Linked DNA regions of Sus scrofa: region 2 is linked to region 1. The links are chromatin contacts, called in public HiChIP or PLAC-seq maps. All regions are on one chromosome and are shown on one strand. Each heading gives the region's core, a stretch centred on a gene start, on an enhancer-like site or on the middle of the called end of the contact. The rest is flanking DNA. Distances are from core to core; before and after follow the strand shown.

Region 1 (6,700 bases), core at 3,131-5,630:
CAGCACATCCGTCAGCACATTTAGAAGCAAACACACAGGACCGCGTCGGCTTTGCTGCAGCCCTGCCAGCAGTGCGGAGCCTCAGGCCCGAGCTAGAATCCCGGCCCTGAGCTAGAATCCCGGCCCTGAGCTAGAATCCCGGCCCTGAGCTAGAATCCCGGCCCTGAGCCAGAATCCTGGCCCGGGAACCTGCAGGCCAAAAAGAGAGTTTCACACCCGTGAATCTCAGCAGCACAAATGCAGCAGGAGGGGGGTCCCACAGGCACCACCCACACGAAGACTCTTCTCGGCAAGGGCAGAGCAAGCAGAGGGAGCCCAGCAGGCCCAGCCTCCCCACACAACGCGCCTGCTCGCCCCGGCGACACGCGGGGCTGTTACCCGAGAGTGCCATCCTGCTCTGGCAGAGCTTCGACAGCCCATTCCTCCTGCTCAGGTGTCTGCGGGCCGCGGACAGGGACTTGCTGGGCTCAGAGGTGGTCTGCGCAGCCAGGTCCTCCGGGGGTGCCGGCACGGAGAGGCCGCCCGGGCGCCTGTGGTCCTCCTCCAGGGCTGGGGAGCTTCTGTCCTCCATCAGGAGCTGGGGGGACAGCCGTCCAGCCGAAAACGAGGCGCACCGATCAGCGTCTGCGATGCAGGAGCAAAGGCCGTTGAGCAACTAACCCCGCTTGAGGCTGAGTTAAGCTCAGGCCACAAAGACCTCCTGGGTCAGAGCCCACAGCGCAGGCCCTCCTGCCGACCAGAGAAGGGCAGGTGGGGACAAAGAAGGGAATCGGGGAGCCAGAAGCGAGCGGGATGGAGCCGAGGAGGAGGCGTGGGCTGCAGGTCAGGAAGAAAGCATCGGAGGCCACAAGGACCCGCTCAGCCTCGGCCTTCCCCAGACCTGGGGGTCAGGCCAGCTGCACCCAGAATCATACACAGAGCCTCCGACAAAAGATGCCTGGGCTGAGTCAGGAGGGGGCCCGGCACTGCGGGGCTGTTTTGGTTTCTGACTTTTTACTGTTACACACCTGCGGATTCGCATGCAGACATAAGAAAACCACACAGAAGAGCTCCACGTGTTCTTGGCCAAGTCTCCCAACAGTGACGCCTCACACCAGGACACAGATCCACTGCTGGGAGGCCCAGGCCAGGAGCCTTGGTGGAGGTGGCCAGGGCCATGTGCCCACAGAGCCCGCCCCCCCGCTCCAGAGCACCCCAGAGCTCCCGGCCCCCCTCTTGGGCCCACACAGTCTTCTTCCTGTCATCGGTTCTCGCCCACAGACCCAGGGAATGGCCAAGGAGCAGCTCTGGCTCCAACGATGAGAAGGCAGAGGTCAACCAAACTTCCTGGCAGGCGGGGCTGCCCGCCCAGCATGGCACAGACCTGGTGGCTGGCCCTTCCCATGCCAGCCCATTCCAGCACAGAACCCAGCGGAGGCCGGCCCAACAGTCTGGGCCTGGCTTCAAAGTCGTTTCAAAGACGCATCAGGACAGGAGGACAGTCAGGGCCTTTCACAGTTACCGGTTTGTGGGCCGGACTCGTGATTCTGCATATGCAGCGACAACAAGACAGGGTCTCTGGTTCGTTTAGGAGAAAACTGTAAAGGCTTTCCGTACGGCCCGGGCGGGAGTTCTCTTAAACAAGATACCAAAAGCTCTGGCTGTAAGAAAGGTAAATCTAATGTGAAAGCTGAAAACACCTGTTCCCAAGAAATACCACAGAGAAGATGAAACGTCATAATTTGGAAAAAATATTTGACACGTACATAAGCAGAGAGTTAATATTCAGGATAGTTTAAAAGGTAAACAATTTCAAATATAAAAAAATTTTAAGACACACACAGCCTAGTAGCAAAACAGAAAAAAGAGAGAGAGAGGCCTGGATTAAGAGGGCAAAGTGGAAGGAAGGATCTGAGCCCCCCTCCACCCAAGGCGCCCCAGTTACCCCCTTACAGAGCAGCCACCTCGGGAAAGAGCTGGAACACCTGCCACAACTGAAAACACAAAGAAGGAACCACAACCACGCAGAGGAGGAGGGGCAGAGATTCAGCGCCGTCAGGACCCCACCCCTAGATCAGGGACCCAAAATTGGGTGGAATTTCACAACAGCAGAGGTTCTCCCCCGGAGTAAGGGGTCCACGTCCCCCATCGGGCTGCCCAGCCTCGGGGTCCTGAACCAGCAAGACAAGCCCCCAAGCGTGTCTGGCTTGAAAACCAGCAGGCTTTACGTCCCGCACAACTGGAGGGTCGCAGGAAACGGCGACCCTGCTCTCGTGGCCGTGCACCTCATCTCACTCGCTCTGAAATCCAGCACCAAGGCGGTGGTTTCAAAGGAGCCTCGGTCAACCCACTCGTTGATCCTAGAGAGCCTCCCGGAAAGGCAGCTGGGATTCGCCCCCGCTGGGACCCTGGCTGCAACCATTTCTGCAACCTTGCTCCACAGTGCTGACACCAGGGCTGGCAGGCACCATTCTGGAAGCCTCCCCCGGTCTCTAAGCACCCAGGGTTGGGCCCAGCCCACCAATGTGCCCACAGTAACCTCACCAGGCTGGGCCTCCCAGCCAGCTGGGCTGGGGCCAGTTCCACATACCAGCAATGCTGGGCCTCAGCTCCACCTCGACGCAAGAGCACACACAGCCCACATAGGGAACAGCCTGAAGCATCTGGCTCTGGGGGCCGCAGAGGAGCGCGCTGCTGAGCCCACAGAACCCCTCCGACAAAAGCCCACTGCCCCAGGGCTGAGGGGCATAACCAAACGACCTCATACAAAGAGATAACCACAGAGATTAGGCAAAATGAGAAGATGGCGGAAAATGTTCCAAATGAAAGAGCAAGAACCAAACTAAGCGAAGACAAGTCATCTAAGCGATAGGAGAGCCCAAGGTAACGATCACAGATGTCAGGAGAACAGGTGAGCGCCGTGAGAACGTCCAGAGTTACAAGGCACACGGAAGAAGCAATGAGAACGAAAGAATACAGCAACTGAAAAATACACTAGAAGGGATCAACGGTAGGAACTCTCTGGTGGTCTAGCCAGTTAAGGATGCGGCGTTGTCACTGCCCGGAATCGGGTTCGACCCCTGACCCGGGAACTTCCGCGTGCGGTGCGCGCGGCCAGAAAGAAAAAAAAGGCGCGGGTGAGCAGGTTGAAGACAAAGGCCAGAGAGGTAGCGGGCTCACGCTTTCACCCCGCGCTGCGCGGAAGAGCTCCGTGCCGCGCGTTCTCCCGGGGCCCACCTTCCAGCGGGGACGAGGGCACCCAGCCCCTCCGAGGGTGAGGATAGTGCGGGGGGCGTGTGGCCCCAGGACCTGCCGCGGCGCGGATGGCGGCAAACGGCCGCAAGGCGGCAAGCGGGCCTCCAGCCGGCCGGACCGCACGGAGGGAAGGCGGGCGGCGCGGGGCGCGGGCCGGCTCTCAGCGCACGCTTCTCACCGAAGGCCGGAGAGTCACCCGCCGAGTTCGCTTCACCCGCCAAGAAGGAACCGATCCGCGCCTCCTGCCCCGCCAGCCAATGGCAGGGCGGCCGGCGCCAAACGGCAGTCCCCACGGGCCAACCCCTGGCGCCGGTGGGCGGGACCCAGCGAGCGAGCCGAGACGCGCGCGACAACGGTTGCTAGGGACGCACCGGAGGCCTACGGCGCCTCGGAGGAGCCAAAGGGGCTGCGCCTCCACCTGCGCAGTCCGCGGACGCCGTGCTTCTGGCCTCAGGATTGAGGCGGTGAACAGAGCGGAGCTTGCCTCCCACAGGCGTCGGCCTGAAGGCAGGGCGCGCAAGGCGGCTCCTTCACGGCCCATGCTGCCTGCGGGGCCGGGGACTGACGGCGCTGTGGGGCCCGCAGTGGCTGGGTCGGCGTCCCGGGCCCCGACCTGCTCTCCAACCCCGCGTGCGGAAGGTCCCGGCTCCGGAACGAGTACAGGCGCACTGAGCTGTGCGTTAGCTGGAAGCGGCCCCTTCACACGGGCCAACTCCGCGCAGCGACGTTGGGACAAAGTCTGCCCATTGTGCAGACGCAGCCACTGAGACCCAGCGGGGCCGGTTCGCACTCGATTGACCCTCACTTTGCAGCCCCACGCAGGGACCCGCCCCTCCGTATCCAGCCACCAGCCCACGAGCGCGGATCGCCTCCCAGACTCCTCCCGCTCGCCTGCAGGCTCAGCTCCATGCGTCCGGCCCCGACTGCACCTGCCTTTTTCCCGCTCCTCGCTTCCAGAGCCTCCCCGGCACTAATCAGCTGCCTGCCGGGAGGTGAGGCTGGCTGCGGGGGGGCTGAGGATGGGCGCGGCCTCGCAGGAGGACTACAACTCCCATGAGACTCTGGGGCCGCGCAAAGCGCGTGGGACTCCATTGGCTGGGAAAGCTCTGAGCTGGGAGCCCTGATTGGCTGAGGGGCCTGAGGCGACAGATTCCGGAAAGGGGGAGAGCAGCGAACATGGCGGCGGAGCGCGGCACGGGCCAGCAACAGTCGCAGGAGATGATGGAGGGTGAGTGGCCTCGCGGGGCGGCGACCGAAGGGCCCAGCGGGTGGGGGCGGCGGCCCGTACCGGACTTGCCCGAGAGAAACGGGGCGGCGCGCTTCCGGCCGCGGCTTGGGCCCCGCAGCGCGCGCCGTCTGACATCTGCCAGCCGGCAGGGCGGGGGCGGCCCCGGACCTGGGGACCCCGGGCAGAGGCGTAGCGGGCGGCTGGGGAAGTGCCCAACCCAGAGCCAGGGGCGAGAGGCGGGGCGAGCCGGGCGCGTGGGAGGGGACTGAGGGCGCGGTGGTCCCGCAGCCCCGGCGTCGGCCAGCCCGAGGGAGCCTCCCACCGGATCTCTTGAGCCTGACTCGCGAGCCAGGTCCCCCGGCAGCTGACGATGAAACCGGGCACGGGGCTCCCTGGGACCTGCCCGAGTCAGCGTGGCGGGGCTGGAGGAGGGTCCTCGACAGCCCGTGGGTTGTGGGGAAGGGGTGACAAGGAGCCAAGAGTCGAGTTTTAGAATCGACAGCTTTCTGTTTCCAAAGCTATCATAGTTCAAAAAAAACCTACATTTCAACTTTTTTGCTTTGTTGAAAAAAATTATTTGCGTATTGTGTATGCATGTAATTACCTACACACACTTAACCCCGACCCGGAGAGTCAGCGGTGTCTTTGGGTGCTTACACACGGGCGTCCGCAGCTTTCCCAAGAGCAGCCGCTGTCTCGTGTGTGAGGTGCTAGCTAGGGAAGGAAGGGTGGGGAGCCGAGGGGAAAACAGGAAGGCTTGGCATGCTTGGGAGTGGAGGCTGCACAACCAAGGCCCGCTCTTCGCTGAACCTAGAAGGCTAACTGCAAGTCAGCCAGGTTGTGGATAGGCTGCGGGACAGATCATAGATCCTTTCAGGTGAGGGAAGCCGCTTGGATGAGGGCAAGAGGGTGTGAGAGAATGTGACCCGTTTGGAGGAGCGCACAGTCATATTGAGTGGGGGAGGGTGCCAGCGACGCTGGCCAGAGCCGTCCTGGAAGGGGGCACACGTGAAAGGTCATGGACTTTGAGGCGTTTAGATCTTTTGAGGCAAGGAAGCACCGCTTCTCATCCCCCTTCTTCCCACCTCCCACCTCCCTGGGCTTCCTCTTCACCTGTTTCCTTGTCTTGGTAAATGGCAAATGGCAACCCTAGCAGTTCTCTCTCTCCTGCTCCCACCCATGCGATTAATCACCTCCTTAATGTCTCCAAATGTTCACTACCGCTCCCATTCCTACGGCCCATACCTTGAGCCCGTCCCAAGTCTCCTTGTGTGCTGATCTGCTGTCCCTTGCCCTGCCCCTCAGGATAGTCCCAAGGTTCACTTTGGCTGCCCTTCATTTGCTAAGCCCCGCCCGCCCTGGGCTCAGCCACGCCAGACCATCGTCCAGGAGAACTTGCTGCCCCTTAGCCTTGACCACAGAGTGCCCTGTGCCTGCTAACAGCTAACCTATTAAATGTCTACACGTGTGTCTTGCACATGTTTCGTGCCTGATAGCAGCTCCGAAATGCAAGGGCTGTACCACCTCCTTCTACAGACAAGGGGACTGAAGAAGGAGAAGGAAAAAAGACGCCAAAGCCATGTCTGCCGGGCAAGATGCAAACGCAGGAAGAGCCCTGGCACTCCAGAAATTGTTGGAGTCAAAGATCAGATTTGGATTTTAGAATCAGAGCATTCTCTAGCAATGGAGAATAGATTAAACAGAGCGAGACAAGCCACCGAGAGACCAGTTGGGAGCCCAGGCCCCAGGTCATGAGCAGCTGATCCAAGGCAGCTGTCAGGGCAGGGAGAAGGGATGGCCTGGGAGGTTCGAGGGCTGGCTTTCGTTAGGACGTGCCCACAGTCCTTTCCTGGGTGCTGATTTGCTAGGCCCGGCAGGAGAGGCAAAGATGAAACAGAGCTTCCTTTCCCTCAAGGAGCACACCCTCTGTAGCTAAGTTCTTGTCGAAGAGGAGAGTGGACGTCCAGGGTGGGCGAGGAGTCCAGGGCATCTGTTAGTGCTCCAGGTCTTCCAAACAGGCATCTGGAAGAGGCTGCAAAGAAAGTTAGGAAAAAGGAAAATTATCTGACAGTCTTGCCAAAGGCTTTTTAGGAGTCTGCCTCATCTAGCCGTTGCCTGATTTATTCATTCACAAAATATTTATTTATCAGCCTTCCGAAACTCTGTGCTGGTATCACGGTGCCCTGACACTCAGCGTCAGTGACCTTCCTGGGGCATTTGCACCTCTGGCTGTCTTCT
Region 2 (6,700 bases), core at 2,499-4,998, 110 kb after region 1:
ACAGAAATTTCCAAATAAGAGGCCCAAAGGGCTGGCAAGACATGAGATGAAAACAGACTCCAAGGGACACCACTGCACTAGGTGCTTTGAATTTGAAAGAAAATCCTTCAAGCTTCAAAAAAGAAAACACAGTCACATTAAAAAAAAAAAAAAAAAAAAAAAGTGAGCTCCCATAGTGGCTCAGTGGAAACAAATCCAGTATTATTCATGAGGATTTGGGTTTGATCCCTGGCCTCGCTCAGCGGGTTAAGGATGCAGTGCTGCTGTGAGCTGTGGTGTAGGCCACAGATGCGGCTCGGGTGCTGTGGTGTAGGCTTAGTGGTAGCTCCGATTCAACTCTTAGTCTGGGAACTTCCATAGGCACCAGGTGCGGCCCTAAAAAGCAAAAAACCCCAAAAAAGTTCAGGAACCAGAATGATTTAACTCTTCGCCAATAACACTGCAAGATGGAAGCTAGAGGAGCGGGATGATGTCCACGCTCTCACTCGGGTCCAAGAGCAGAATAAAGCACTCTGACACCCAGGCTCTCAAAACTGTGTCTCCCGTGCAACTTGAGGAAGTGCACCATCAAAATGAGTTTAAGAAAAAATCTACTAGGAACTCTATCTGTCACTTGTGATGGAGCACGACAATGTGAGAAAAAAGAATCTATACGTGTATGTGTAACTGGGTCACCATGCTGTACGGTAGAAAATGGAGAGAACGCTGTAAACCAGCTATAATATAAAAATAAAAATCGTTATATTAAAACAAGAAACTAGAACGAGAAAGACATAGACAGGTTCCAGGAAACCCAGGCAGTGATACCTGCAGTGAGTTCCTGACAGATGGGAGGCCTAGGAGAGATTCGGTCAGGATGAGATTAATACAATACTGAACTTGATCAGATAAAAATGACCAAATTTCTTGAAAGGAGATTGAGACAACTGGTGAATTTGGGGATGAATCTTAGTGACAAATACACAGAACACTAAGAAAACAACAAAAACGACTCATAAGACTTTTAGGGAAAACAGAAACTTCTCCAGGAAAGGAAACAGGACCCCATCACACGATCCGGCCGAGATGCCAACGGAACCGCGTTGTCAGAGGTACACTCATCACAGGGGGAAGCTAAAGGTGCGCCTGCCTTGGGCGGCCACGGATCTGTCTGCACAGAGAAGGCAGAGGGCTGAAAGGGCCCTTTAGGTAGAGAAGTTTCAGTTGGGAAGCACTGCGGAAGATCGACTAGTCCGCTTGTGATCCAGATCACAGCCATCCTGGTGCACGGGGCGCTCACTAGCAGCCCTGCCCAAGCCAGCGTCTTAGACGGGACTGACTGAGGGGCATGCAGTCCTTCAAGACAGGATCTCAGCCAAGCCCTCCACCGTTTGAGACGTCGGCGGTGCACCAAATTCTCAACCTCTCCCCATTTATGCTGCCAGCCAAAGCTGTCCCCTGTCCCCTTTGCATAGCTAGTCTTTTTATCTAGAACACGCCATCGTCCTGCCTCCTCCACCTTGAAACACTCTACTTCGTCTTCGAAGCCCCAGATCAAGACCTATGTTCTCTGTGACGGTCTTCCAGCAGGCGATCGCTGCCCCTCTTTCCCGTCGCCATACCTTGTACACATTTCCATTTCTGCACCTGGAAGGCTGAAGCCTGCTCCTTTACAAGGGACTCTCCCATACTAGACCACAAGCTGCTTGAGGAAAAGAAAAAAAAGTCTATGTCCTCGTTGCCTTTGCACCCCAGAACCCCTGACAGTGCCTGGCAGAAAGCAACGTCCAACACATTCTCTGGGGGAAACATCTTCTACTGCTGAAGAAGTCATGAGGCCAAAGTCAGACCACCAAAACATCAGTCAACAAAACCAAAGGAGAAAAGGACTTGAGGATTCAGAAAGAAAGTCTCCCATCAGGACACTGAGAAGCCAGCTTGGCCCCTGGAGAGGGCACTGGGACAAAGACCCAGCGGGGCCTCGGGTACCAAGGAGCGTGGGCCGACTGCATCCTAGCGTGTTCTCCTTACCTCACTGCACGTTTCCTCAGCTGATGTCCGCCTGACCAAAGAGGAGGTGAGCCCCAAACGGAGCTCGGCCCAGAGTGGAACTAAAGGCAGTGACTGGGAAGTTTAACCGTCATTGTTGCCACTGGCTTGCAAACTCTGTTCCTCGATTTTCTCCAAACCTAAACCTCTCCTGAGAGGCTGATGGTTGAGGTCTCAAATCCAGAGAGCTGGGAGTTCAAACGACTGAAGCCATTCTGAACCAAACACCTCCTCAACTAGTTTAACACCGATGCCAAGCTCCCAGTACTAAACGAAGACACCGGGTTTAGCTCGCGGGCACTTAACTGTCCAAAACGATGGCAACAGGACCTAAGCACCAGGCGCCACCCGTGTCATTAGCGCAGGTTCGCCTCTTCTGCAGGACGGCACGAGCAGCTGTCAGGATCCCGTGACGCGCCCTATCTTACAGGGTCTCAGGAAAGTTACTGCCAAGAACGCGACGGTCCGTCCTTACGCCGACACCAAGCACGGGGGGACTCAATGCCTGAGGGCGTAAGGCAGCCAGGAGGCTGAGGGCAGACACCCCAACCGCAGACCCGATGCGTGAAGGGCAAATCATCCTGTTTCTGAGGCTTCAACTCATCTATACCCCTGCAGATGTTTCATTTGACCACGAGCGCTGCGTAATCAACACGGAGGGCGACTGCTCGGCTGCTTCACAAGGTGCCCGAGCACCGCGCCAAGGCGGGCAGAGGACACCTGGCCGCCGGCCCCGAGCGCTTCATTCTTTCCGAAGACGCCCTCTCGGGATCCCTACGGCCAGAAACAGCTTCGCCCCGCAGACCCTCAAGAACCGTGCTGACTTTCAGTCGGGGGAACCCAGAGAGGCTTCCTGTACGAGGGCACTGGCGCCCAGCCTCCCAGCGAGTACGGGCCAGCTGCGGAGCCTGCAGGCCGCGAAGGGAGAAAGGACGCCCGGGGCCGGGCGGTCAGGCCCCGGCCCGGCCCTCCCGCCCCCGAGCCGCGCCGCCCGCGCGGGCTTGGAGGCGCCCCAGGCCTCACCTAGCCCAGGACGGCAGCCGCCCGCCCGCCCTCCCCCTCCGCGCAGGCCCCAGCCCCGGGCGCACGAAGGCCACGTCCCCGGGGACGGGCGCGCAACTCTATGGTCAGCGCGCCGGCCCGCCGGGCCCACGTGACGCGCGCCGGCCAATGAGGCGAGGCCCGGACCACCGAGACGACGGCCGCCCGGCGCTAGAGCAGCCCCGCCTGGCCGCAGGCCGCCCTCCGCGGCCTCGCTCCGGCGCTCCAGCTCGGTGCTGCCGCCATCTTCCTGGAGGAGAGGAGCGGAGGCCAAGGGTCCCCTCGCCGTGCTCCGTCCCAACTCTTACCGCCGCCTGCCCTCCCCGCGTCCGCCTCTCCTCACAGGTCATTTAGCTCCATCTGTAGAAACGCTCTTTTTCCCACCCCAGTTACTCACAAGGCAGAGTCACATTACCTGTTCTACTCTTGGCAGCGTAAGGAAACCCAGCTCATAAGGTAAGAACTGTGGCGAAACAGGGGCGAGCCGCCATCTTGGTAAAGGAGAAGAGGCTACGCTTGACCTCCCCCCACCCCCCAGCCTCTATATGGCCAACTGCTGTGGGAGGGGCACGGCGCCTGCGCAGAGGCGGAACCGCGGACGAGCCCGAGCCTGCGCACTCCACAGCTGGCGAATGGGGGCAGGGACGGAAGCGTTTGGCAAGGGGCGGGCCGACGTGATGACGCAATCCGACTGCGCGCGGAGCTGGGCGGGGCGCGAGCAGGCGGTGGGTGCTGGGCGGGTCCGCGGCGCGGTTGGTCGGCGCTTGTTCTTCGGTTCGTCCGCGGTGAGTATCTTGCGGTGTGTCCCTGCCGCCGCGGGCGAGCGAGGGAACCGACGCAGAGGGGCGGGGGCCAGTTGGGGAGGGGGCCCGGCCGCTCTGGGGGGCAAACGGGCGGGGCCGCTCGTGCGGTGTGGGGGAGGGGCGGCTGGCCCCGTATTCTGGGCGGTCCCCTGGCCCTCCCCGGGTCTCCGCTCCCTCCCGCTCGTCCCTGACCCTTGACCCTCCCCCGCTCTCCCCGGGGCTCTCTGCTCTGTTCGTACCCTCTCCGACTTTCCCTGGCGCTCTCCGGCGCTCCCCACCCTCTCTCTCTTTTCTCCACCCTCCCCCACTTTCCCTGGCGCTCCTGGGTCTCCTTATCCTCCCCCGTCCTCCCCGGCGCTCCCTGGTGCTCTCCGCTCACTCCCCGGCCCTACCCTGTCTTCCCAGGCCCTCTCCGGCTTTCCCTGGCGATCCCTTTCCTCTCCCCGGCTTCTCCGCCCTCCTGGTCCTCCCCAGTCTTCCTCCGCCCAGCTCAGCCCTAGGGGGTCCCGGGTCCCATACCTCCCAGGCTTTCCCCGGGCCCCCGCCCACCAGTAGTCTCGCCGCGGGCAGAGGCGGCGGGGTATGTCCCGCGAGAACCCAGATGACTGCTTGCTCACCTTGCGAGAACTCCGTGGGCCTGGGGCTGCTGGTCGTGGTTCGGGAGGGAAAGTGCAGGTCGGCCGCGATTTCGGCATGTGGCCATCAGGTTGTCTCCCTGACACGAGCCACTGCGCCCCTCCAGCTCCCGGCCGAGGGTAAGCCTCAAGGAGTTCTCGCCGCTTGGCCGCAGATACCGCGGGAGGAGAGGAGGCCCCGGGCCTGCGTGGGCCAAAAGAGGCGGGATGGAGGTCGGGCGGCCCCCCATTTCCGGGGAGGCCTGAGATGAGGCCGACTCTCAAGGGGCCCACGGGACCCACACGACCCGGCCGCCTCTTGCCTTTCCGGCCGCAGTTTTCGTCAGTACCTCCCCTGTCTTAGCGTCTTTTCCCCACACGTGCACCGGGGACCACCTGTGCGGAATTCGTAGGTGGACTGCTGTGGTCCTCCTCACCTGGGCCTTGGTCCAGGGCCTCCTGTCTGACCCAGTTCCCTCCCCCTCTTTTCTGGTACCTGCTCTGTTACTCAGACTCTCCCTGATGAGATTTCTTCCCCTGAAGTGGGTGTTGGCCTGAGGTCAGCCTCTCATCCTGCGTGGTACCTGTCCTGGGAGGGGCATGGCGCTATCCTTTACTGGTCCAGCTCGGTGACCAGCACAACTCAGATCATTGTAATAGGTCAAGATGACCTAAATGCTCCAAATCCGTCTTACCATCGTGAGGAGAGATGGTTAGGGGTTCGGGGTCATGTGATTTGAGGTTCATCGTTTTTGTTGTTGGTAGCTCCCACCCAGGCTTTCTTTGCTCCACCTAGCATCCTGACTCCCAGCTAATCAGGGCAGTGATCTCCTGTGCTCTCACAGGTTGTCCTGATATTTTTCGTTTTTCATCTTGTTCTCTCACTGAGCTCTGCAGCCCAGGGTAAAGAACAAGGGCTTGTCCATCAGATCGCAGTTGCATCCTGACCGCTCCTGAACTGGCATACAGCCCTCCCTGGGGGGATGGATGGCACGAGCCTCCCTGTCATTTTTCATAAATGTTGTTGAGGTCTGTTTTTATACCTAACTCAAAAGGCAGAAACTCCTGGAAAAGGAGAAGGTGTGTTCTTTCCTCCTGAGAGAAGGGTCATCCAAACTCAGGAGGCAGCAGAACTGCGGTGAAGGCAGTTGAACAGTCTTATTGTCCCACGTTGTGCTCCCGTGGTCGTCGTCATCACAACAGAAAATGCATTTGATTGTGGGCTGCCGGGCGAAGCCGCTGAGAGCCGTCATGGTTTCCTGTACGTGAACCTCAGGTCCAGGCTCTGGATAAGGGACCTTCGAGGGCCTGCGTTGCAGGGTCATTTTGTGGATCGGGATAAGGTACAGAAGTCCGTAGTGACAAGGCGGTGGATGTGGCTGATGTACATAGACGCGCTGGCAGGGCAAGGTTATGTTGACAAGGGTCCAGTTTTATCCCCTTGTTCTTTGTCTCTTTTGTTTTAGAAAAGTTGATTTCTTCTGTGAGGTTTGGGGGTGCAAGTATTGCTCTTGGAAGAAAGAAGCAATGGTCCAAGAAAGAAAGCCTTTTTATTTTATTTTTATTTATTTTGTCTTTTTAGGGCTACATCTGCATCATATGGAAGTGCCTAGGCTAGGGGTCAAATCAGAGCTGCAGCCGTCAGCCTACACCACAGCTCTAGCAACACCGGACCCAAGCCGTGTCTGCAACCTACACCACAGCTCAGGTCAATGCCAGCTCCTTAACCCACTGAGTGAGGCCAGGGATCGAACCTGAATTCTTATGGATACTAGTCGTATTCGTTACCACTGAGCCAGGACAGGAACTCTGAGGAAAAAAACCTTTAAGCAGTTTATAGTATCTAGAATGAGTACAATCTACATTTTTTCATTTCACCAAATTTCTGAGGTTTGGGGGATTTGATTGATCTGCAGCCAAGGTTTAAATTAATCACAGTGCTTGACGTTTTGTGTTGCTGGACTAAAAAGCCTTCCTGCCTAAAAACCAGGCACTTCAGAGGTTCAGCATTCCTCTCTCAACTTTTGTTTCGCTGTAGTTAATAACTTAAACTGTTGGAAAACTGTAAAAGGTACAAATTATCCTTCAAGGGAAAATAGTCAGTGTGAAAGAAGTGGAACGTGGCAAGAGGAACTTGGTAAAATTCAGGCGCATTTGAAATAGGTGTCTTGAGAACTCCCATTCTGTTCCCACAGTACTATTCTCCATTTCCCG

The links. HiChIP or PLAC-seq counts read pairs in DNA pulled down with a chosen protein or histone mark.
Region 2: a contact with region 1 is called in an H3K27ac HiChIP or PLAC-seq map of alveolar macrophages. The contact joins the promoter of SEPT2 here to the promoter of PPP1R7 in region 1. A contact is called at or near these places in 1 of 5 promoter capture datasets (fetal liver), 5 of 47 Hi-C or Micro-C datasets (heart right ventricle, liver, retroperitoneal adipose tissue and 1 more) and 1 of 2 datasets of contacts at active chromatin or transcription factors (alveolar macrophages).

Annotation. Positions count from the first base shown.
Region 1 is chr15:139,913,629-139,920,328 of Sscrofa11.1, forward strand. It overlaps PPP1R7 (protein phosphatase 1 regulatory subunit 7), which reads left to right and starts at 4,381. Exons shown (of 10, transcript NM_001243902.1): 1 at 4,381-4,462. The coding sequence starts at 4,411. It overlaps PASK (PAS domain-containing serine/threonine-protein kinase), which reads right to left and starts at 1,873. Exons shown (of 18, transcript XM_021075709.1): 1 at 1,502-1,873; 2 at 379-624. The coding sequence starts at 1,718.
Region 2 is chr15:140,020,634-140,027,333 of Sscrofa11.1, forward strand. SEPT2 (septin 2) reads left to right here and starts at 3,749. Exons shown (of 13, transcript NM_001243793.1): 1 at 3,749-3,854. HDLBP (vigilin) reads right to left here and starts at 4,703. Exons shown (of 28, transcript XM_021075261.1): 1 at 4,490-4,703.